3 separate regions of the Sus scrofa genome follow, and all the other regions are linked to region 3. The links are chromatin contacts, called in public Hi-C maps. All regions are on one chromosome and are shown on one strand. The core of a region is the stretch at or near the end of the contact, and the rest is flanking DNA. Distances in the headings are between cores, read along the strand shown. Region 1 holds the start of PPM1L (protein phosphatase 1L). Region 2 overlaps PPM1L (protein phosphatase 1L). Region 3 holds the start of KPNA4 (importin subunit alpha-3).

Region 1 (2,700 bases), core at 23-2,522, 190 kb after region 3:
TTGGCTGGGCCTGCAGCATGCATAAGTTCTGGAGCCAGGGGTCCCACCCGAGCCACAGCAGTGACCATGCCTAATCCTTAACCGCTAGGCCAACAGGGAACCCCTACTCCTTTTTATTTTTATTGTTTTCTAAACGTAATGGGATCACTCTAAAGTAGGAGTGCTTGGGGAGAGAGACACTGGCTGGGCTGGGAATCAGTCAGCCTCCACTCTAGTCCAGCAGACTGGAAGCTGCAGATCAGCACTCCTCTTTCTGGACAGGGGTAGCAAGTGTGAATATTTTCCTTTAAAGCTCACTGGTGTCCATTTTCTAAGCTGATTTGCGCATTCTTCTTTTTCCCCGACATCCTAAGGCCACAGACACCTGCCCATATTTCAACAAGTTATCTTTGATGCCTTCTGGAAGCCCATTCACTTCTGCTTATTGGGAAGTCTCCTGCCATTTCACCTTCTGCGATGACAGAGAAGGTGGTAGGAGGCCGCGAGTTCGAAACTTCAAAGGGAACTGCAAACCTGAACAGCAGAGTCAGAGCTCTCGCCAGCAGCAGGGCCTCCGGGGCTCCACTAGGACACTCTGTGTGTCTCCGTGGAAGGGTTGAGACCAGAGATGGCCTTTGTGGCTAAGTCCTAGCTCCTGGGGCGGCGGTAGGTCGAGGAGAGGCCAGTCCATCCGCGTTGCTCCTGAGGTATCATCAGAGCACACTTCCACGTGGCTCTGAGTCCTCATATCCTGCTGTTCTCGGGAGGTGTTTTCTCGTCGAGAGAGAGCTTTTGGGCCAGACGCTCGCTCTCCGCCTCTCAGCAGATCCAAGCAGGCCTCAGTTACAGAAAATCAAGGGACCGACCCTCTCCTCCTCCCTTTGCGAGCGTGGAGAAGTGCGTCCCTTCTCGCTTGCCTTATGCCTGGTGAGGCGGGGACCGCACTACCGTGCCGCCAGCCGGAGGGGGGGACGCTCACGTGCGGCCCTCTGCTTTCCAGCCGGTAGCAGTTGCTCCAGCGAAACCGCCGTTCAGACCGCCATGGTCAATATTATATTGTCCGGAGAGTTCGCACAGGAGGCAGAAACGACCATGCGTTCGAGCTCGGCCTCAAACGCGCCCCTTTCCGCCACCCCCCTCTCCCTTTGCCTGGACCGTCCGCAGCTGCTAGCGCGCCAGCAGCTGCCGAGCTGCCTCTGCTTTTGACAGCTCCACTAGAGCACCTCCGGGCCTTGAGTCTGGCTCAAGGGGCGGGACGGGGCGAGGCGGGGCGGGGCAAGCGCGCGCTGGGCGGGGCGAGCGCGAGCCGGAGCGCGAGGAGGGTGCGCGCGAGCTGAGCCGAGCTGAGCGGAGAGAAGCTGGGAGGTGCTGGGGAGAGGCAGGCAGAGCCCCGCCGGCCGCCTGCGGCTCCGCGCCGATCGTGCTGCGTCCCCGGGCTCCGCGTAACCCCACTTCTGCCCAGGCTCTAGCAAAACTTTTATTCTCTGGGGCTCCCCGGGGTGTGTGAAGGACTCGGAGCGATCGGCCCGCTCTGCGCTCCCCTGCAGCGGCGACCGAGGGGACGTGCATCCCTCGCCTGCTAGGCTCTCGCGTCCCGCACTTCCTCACCTGCCGATCGCTCCGCGGAGCGGTGAGGGCACCCGAGGAGGGGCCACGCGGGCGCCAGCACCCCAGAACTCCCCCGCCCACCGCGGCAGATCCGCTCGGCTCAACTTTAACTTGATCCTTCTCGTCCAGCCTCGGCACCCGCGACTGCTGCTGCCACCGCCGGCGTCTTGGCCGCCGCCGCCTCACAAAGGGAGGCGGCGCGGGCGGCGGGCACAGGCGCGGGTGCGCTGGGCACGAGCCTCCGGGCAGCCGAGGCCGGGAGACAAAAGGGAAACTGCCTTGTTCGCCTTGCCGGCTCCGAGCTGCCTGCTTATCTGCCTCCTGCTCCCCCCACCCCACTTTGCTACTGCTCCGCCTCCCTCCCCTCAGGCTGTCCCCGCAGTGCTCCGGGACCCAGCGAGCCTTCGGGGCGTGCGTCGCTGCTGGTGGTTGGGGCTCTAGCGATAATAAATGATAGAGGATACAATGACTTTGCTGTCTCTACTGGGTCGCATCATGCGCTACTTCTTGCTGAGACCCGAGACGCTCTTCCTGCTGTGCATCAGCTTGGCGCTGTGGAGTTACTTCTTCCACACGGACGAGGTGAAGACCATCGTCAAGTCCAGCCGGGACGCCGTGAAGATGGTGAAGGGCAAGGTGGCAGAAATCATGCAGAATGACCGACTGGGGGGACTCGACGTGCTGGAGGCCGAATTTTCCAAGACCTGGGAGTTCAAGAGCCATAACGTGGCTGTATATTCCATCCAGGGCAGGAGAGACCACATGGAGGACCGCTTCGAAGTTCTTACGGACCTAGCCAACAAGACGCACCCGTCCATCTTCGGGATCTTCGACGGTCACGGGGGCGAGGTAGGAGTTCTCTGAGGATTTGAATGTGTGTGCGTGTGTGTGTGCGTGTGTAGACAACAGGAGAGTTGTGTGCACAGCGGGGTAGGACCTGAGTGCGAGGGGTGTGGTAATGACCTGGTGGCAGGCTGGACAAAGCCACTAGTTCCGAATGTGGCGAAGTTGCCAAAAATACTGCTTGACCCAGACTTTTTGTACTGAGGGTCATTCATAACCCATTTCTTGCCTCATAATTTATGAGGTTTCCCAAGGCCGGAACCCCGCAAA
Region 2 (2,700 bases), core at 77-2,576, 250 kb after region 3:
CTATGTGGTGTCATTAATTTAGGCCTCTCTCCTTGGCAGGACCATCCCCATTTCAGCATCTGATGATTTGTTTAATCAAAGTTACATTCTCTTTGAATAGCAGCTTCATACATTAAGAACTTGTGATGTATTTTAAAGAAACCTCTGGTGATTTTTGCACAAATATCAATTTCTCTGTCAATAAGAAAATTAAAATAGTACTTCAGGTGTGTTTAGATAGGACTTAAAGTGTTCGTGTTATTGATACATTCTAAAGTATAATACATCCTAATGTGCTTTATGGCTTCATTAAGGTGACTGTTTTCTTCCTTGCTGAAAAGAGACTCTTCCAAGGATTTTATTGCTATTATTTCTTTATTTAAGCTGTTTAATTGCAATTAAAGTGCATGGCAGTTGATGGATAGAGAGCAGTTCTTCAAATTGTTTTGAGTCTTCACACTCAAAGCTATTTTTCCTTCTCTGCCTTTAGAGATATTTTACAAGTTTAGGTAATATTTAATCTTTAAAAAATATTTGAGAGACTTAGTGTAGAGATTATTAAATGTATTTTAACTTTAAACAGCCTCTTCCTTGTGAAAGCAAGGACCATTGTTACTGTGTAATTTCCAAGCTTTCGGAGATTCTAATTTCTTGCAGTTCAACAACTTCTCTTTGGAAATCAGAATGCCTGAGAGAATCCCATTTCCATATCTAAAATTAGAAATGACATGCAAAGATTACAGGCATTTTACCAGACATGGTAATGATATGTTTTCTTTTTGTTAAAACCTGAAGGAAAAAAAATCAAGCAGTTAGCATTTTGCTAGATAAACTGTCTGTCTTTGGACAATACTTCTGTCCATTTGTTTGATTTGGGAATCAGTTGTAGCCATGTGTCTGTGTTGTGTTCCTTACCACTGCCCAGTTTTGCATTTAGGATTGTTTTCCCTAATGAAATCCATAAGACCATACAAATGTTCTCACTTGCTAATTTTCTTTATAGACAACTGTGTTTGTGAAATATACCTTTGGAAATTCAAGCCAAGTGCCTTTTTATAGATTTTTTTGAGAATTTTCTATGAGTGCTCTATTTACCATGCGTGGAGCTTCGCCTGGTGACTTTACATGGGTACTAACTTAGAGTGCTGTTTGCAGTTGGCCCTTATAGAATTTGACAGCTAATCGTCCTGCATAAGGGATCTGCCTCTCCCCTTACATTTGGGAAATTAACCTTGGGGAGGAGGTCGAGGTGGAGCCCAAATGGAGGAAGCAAAGTCCTCTCTGGGGACTGGGTGACCTTCTCCTGGCATCTGGGTTTTCCACTCCCTCCTATCAGACTCCTGCTTGGACAGCTGGCTGTATTCCCAGCCTACAGAGGATCACTGCCCAGGGCCTAGAGCCCCAGCCCAGCCTGGCGGATCATCTGTGATTTTTGATTACCACCTCTGTACTCCAGCTGCATAGTAATTCAGATTGACTATAATTTACATCACCTTGAATCCTAATAAGTGTGGTCTTTACCTGCATCTTAATATCGATCAGATTCTTTTTTTTCTCCCTAAGGTGAAAAGTAAGAAGATCCTGTATTGAATCTGGAAAATGAAAAAGTAGGGGGGTAATTTCAGAACAGTGGCACCTTGACTAGCATTACTATGGGGGAAAGCTTTATACAATTGGGTTTATCAGATTGCTGTCTGCAATACTGCAGTTCAGTTTTACATTTAAGGTGTAATTGAATCTAAATTGGATACTGCTGTCTTCACCCCTTTACAATCCTTTAAGTAATTTTCTATAATGTAGTGAAAAGGTGTGGCCCATACCTAGAGCGCTCTGGGCAGTATCTGGCTTGCAGACGTGTTTATTTCTTCTGCTCTGTCTTAAAACCTGTGAATTTCACATTAAGGACCAGATTTTTGGCATCTTTTGAGAATCTGGAAGATGTGTCAATATTTAGCCTTTATTCTCTCAATGGCTGGAGCTAGGAAGCAACAGCCACCCCCCACCCTCCACCCTGCTTTGGGTTGGGCAGTCCACCACACCAGCTGTTGCCATACACTCAGACTACTTTGTCCATTTACGTTACCAGTTTGGGTCCTCTTGGAAGCCTGGAAACACCTCCAGCCTCATTCCTCTTGTATTCACATCCATGCTCTGCCTCACTGGTAAAAAAAAAAAAACAACACGCAGAGCTCTAAGGAAGGAGCCACTCTCCAACTTCTGGGCCTTTGCACATTCTGGTCCCTCTTCCTGAGATGCCCTTCCCTACCTTCTCCTGGCCTACCCAGCTTGATCATGGTGTTGGAGAAGCCACCTTTGACACCACTCCCACTGCTGGGCCTCTTCACTGCTCTCTGCTCCATGGTAACTGTGGAGTTAAGTCTTTTTCCCCTTAGACTGGATTAGTCTTGAGGGCAGGGTTTGTCCTACACTTTTCCTTTTAATCAGTAACTCACAATTCTTGGGACATAGTAAACTTGTAATACATTACTTTTAATTGATATGTTTAATATTATCTAGGGCAGGGGTTCTCTCCCAGAGCTACATATTAGAATCACCTGGAGAGCTCTAAAGACTGCCCACATGCCAGCCTGGATATGAATACAAGAGGGGTCAGTTACATTTGAATCTTTGGGGGTGGGGCCCAGGAACAAGTAGTTTTTAAATCACCTCAGGTGATCCAGTGTGCAGCCAACAGTTGGGAGAAGCTGGTCTAATTCATGA
Region 3 (2,700 bases), core at 116-2,615:
ACCTGCACACCTTCTGTAGCCTAAGAACCTCAGGAGCAGCTGTTACCTAAGATAATGAAGGGTTTTTTTTCATCCTTTTAAAATAATAAAAATGTGATGGTGCCATTCCACAGCCCACCCATCCCCCACTACCACCACCTGCAGGTGGAGGGAAAGGATACTGTAGACTAGAGGATGACAGCTTTGTATAACCCTTTGGACTTTATGAGTAAGAATGCAGCTGCTGGTCTCTCAGGAGGGGGTAAAGAGATTTGTGAACAAGCTGAAATAAGGGGTATCCTCTGCCTAGAAGAGGGCACACCGTGAGCCACATCTTGAATCAACTATATCCACAGTAAAACACAGGCCGCTGGAAGGCACTGTTAGCATCACCAGGATGGCCTCTCACGCCGGGGGTGTTTTTTTCAACGGAGAAGTTGACTCCTGTAGTTTGGATATTGGAGGGAGGCAGGGGTAAAGCGGGAGTCGGGAAGACCAGAAAAAATGCCTTTAAGTGGAGACGACTCGGACCTCGCTGAGGAAGTTCCGAGCCCCACTTGGTCGCCACACGCCCGATCTCCCACCTCCCACCGCCCTCCTTCCCCCTGCGCCAGACGTCGGTGCGGGAGCGAAAACCGGAATCTCCGCCGCTACCGGGGTAGGGGCCGCAGCCCTGCCCGGGCAGCGCCGCACACGCACGCCTCCTCCGCACTCGCCGCACCCGGCCTCCCAGTCGCGCTGCCTAGCCCCTCGCACTCGCGCCGGGCCGGCTCCGTGGGGCAGGCCTAGGCCGCGCCGGCCGTACCCCGGCACACCTCGCTCGCCGGCAGAGGTGGACCAGGCCCTAGACAAACTTCCCGGCGCGTTAGCACAGGCGTCACGGACTGGCCGGCCCCCAGCGCCATTCCCCCGCGGCCCGGCAGCGGCTCCCGCCCCTACTCCCTATACTCCGAGTCCCAGCGGAGACGACCCGAGGCCCACGGCCCCCACCCCTCCTGCGCCCCCGAGTTTACCTCCAAGTCGCGGCCTTTGTTCTTGAAATTTTTGAGCCGTTGGTTGTCCAGTTTCTCGCTGTCCGCCATGGCCGGGCCGGTGACTCCTTCCCCCGCCCGGGCCCCGCGGGATCCGCCCCAACCACCACGCCGCACCGACACTCCCAGGAACCGGGCCGCCGCCTTAGCTGCTGTGCTCGCCTCGCCGCCGCTTCCTTCCTCCTCACACCTGCCTCCGCAGCGGCCTTCTCCTCCTCTCCCGCCCGTCCCCCCCCCCAAGCCCTAACCCTTGCGCGACAGCAGCTCGGGAGAAGACAACTGCGGGGCCGGGCGGCGGCAACGGCGGCGGAATGTGCTGCCGGCTGAGAGGGGGAGGCAGCCTCGATCTGAGGGCCCCGGCGCCGCGGCCACGCCCATCACCGCCAGCCCAGCTTGCCGATTGGCCAACCAGACCCCGGTGCGCTCGACCAATCAGAAAGAACGATGGAGAGCGGGGGCGGAAGAGAGAACGGAAAGGGGAAGCGGGCGACTCTGGGAGGAAGGGGCCGGGGGGCCGGGCCAGGAAGGGAGGGGTGCGGCGGGGGCAGAGCTCGGAGGGACCACGTGCCTCCGGAGGTTAGGGGAAGGAACCGAAAGAGAATTGGAAAGGTTGAAGGGAGGCGGGAAGGCGAAGGGGACTCGCAGGAAAGAGTTGGTTTGCTTTTTGTTTGTAGAGCCCGCCCCAGACGTCTGGGGTCCGGGGTCGAAGCCGAGTTAAAGTACGTTCTTTTCGGTGCACCTTCTCTTCCAGGACATTCTTTGCGCGTTCTGCTGACTTTAGAGTAAGTGCAATCTGCGCTTCGGCTCCATCCCGGGTCCGGACTCCTCCGCTCCTTTTGGCCGAGCTCCATACCCTGGCAGTGGGTCCCTGCTTTCTGGGGGCCCAGCCGCGGGGCCTGGACTGACCAAAGTGACGTGCCTTTGCGAGGCGCAGCGGAAAGCGGGAGGGACATTGGGTGAAAGGACGCTTTAGACAAATGTGATTCATGCCCTCTAATCAAGTTCCCTCAACAGGTGAGAACTTGGAACGTTCTGATGATCCTTTGGTGTACCACCTCCTAGATATTTTGTCTTCGAAAGTTAAAGGAGCTCCCTGGCCACAATGTACTAACTTATGGAAGGCAAGGACTGTGGTACCTGACAGAGAAAATGTAATATTGTACTTCTGTTGAGAAAGGAGATGAGTTCGAAAGATATACATCTTTACCAGGAGTGTTATTATCAGAGGCAGAAATAACACAAGCTGTAAAAGAACATAATACCATATTTTAAAGAAGGAGAGAAAATGGGTTAGAAATATATTTAAGTACAATTGATAGCGCCTCAGATGTACAGGGAAATGTGAAGAAGTCAGCAGTAACTGAGGTCAGAAGGAAAGCAGGGCTGGGATTGAGGACGTTTAGAAGACTTGGGTGTGTTTAAATTTGGCTAGATAGGGAGAGGCGACCCTGATTTAAAGTCCTTTGAGAACTTTTACAACCTCGCCCCCTTCGCTCCCACTTCCATACGATTTTTTCTTTTTCTCTCTCTCTTTTTTTTTTTTTTTGTAGTAGAAAGTTTGGCGATAAAGCGTTTAAAATGAGAATAATACCTTTAAAATTCTCAATTCTTTGTGTACTTTCCGCTGCCTAGGCAAACAGAAGCTGTACCTGGAAATAATTGACACTGAAGGTTAACTTGAATGTAAATT

Evidence for each region. Hi-C and Micro-C count contacts between places; a contact is called where the count stands out from the background.
Region 1: a contact with region 3 is called in a Hi-C map of liver, with 4 times the contacts expected there. The contact joins the promoter of PPM1L here to the promoter of KPNA4 in region 3. A contact is called at or near these places in 1 of 5 promoter capture datasets (liver), 9 of 47 Hi-C or Micro-C datasets (alveolar macrophages, blood, fetal skeletal muscle and 4 more) and 2 of 2 datasets of contacts at active chromatin or transcription factors (alveolar macrophages and skeletal muscle).
Region 2: a Hi-C map of skeletal muscle shows a contact between it and region 3, with 2.3 times the contacts expected there. The contact joins the enhancer-like site here to the promoter of KPNA4 in region 3. A contact is called at or near these places in 4 of 47 Hi-C or Micro-C datasets (liver, psoas muscle and skeletal muscle) and 1 of 2 datasets of contacts at active chromatin or transcription factors (skeletal muscle).

The regions. Positions count from the first base shown.
Region 1 is chr13:100,441,173-100,443,872 of Sscrofa11.1, forward strand. PPM1L (protein phosphatase 1L) reads left to right here and starts at 1,273. Exons shown (of 4, transcript XM_021069737.1): 1 at 1,273-2,436. The coding sequence starts at 2,038.
Region 2 is chr13:100,499,440-100,502,139 of Sscrofa11.1, forward strand. The region is part of intron 1 of PPM1L (protein phosphatase 1L); the gene reads left to right. Among named protein-coding and RNA genes, the nearest start is that of PPM1L, 58 kb to the left of the region's middle. Within about 2 kb of position 1,327, at least 8 of the 83 cell types and tissues checked have an H3K27ac peak or open chromatin away from gene starts, as enhancers often do. A contact at or near this core is called in liver and skeletal muscle, where this site is marked.
Region 3 is chr13:100,251,712-100,254,411 of Sscrofa11.1, forward strand. It overlaps KPNA4 (importin subunit alpha-3), which reads right to left and starts at 1,366. Exons shown (of 17, transcript XM_021069735.1): 1 at 993-1,366. The coding sequence starts at 1,061.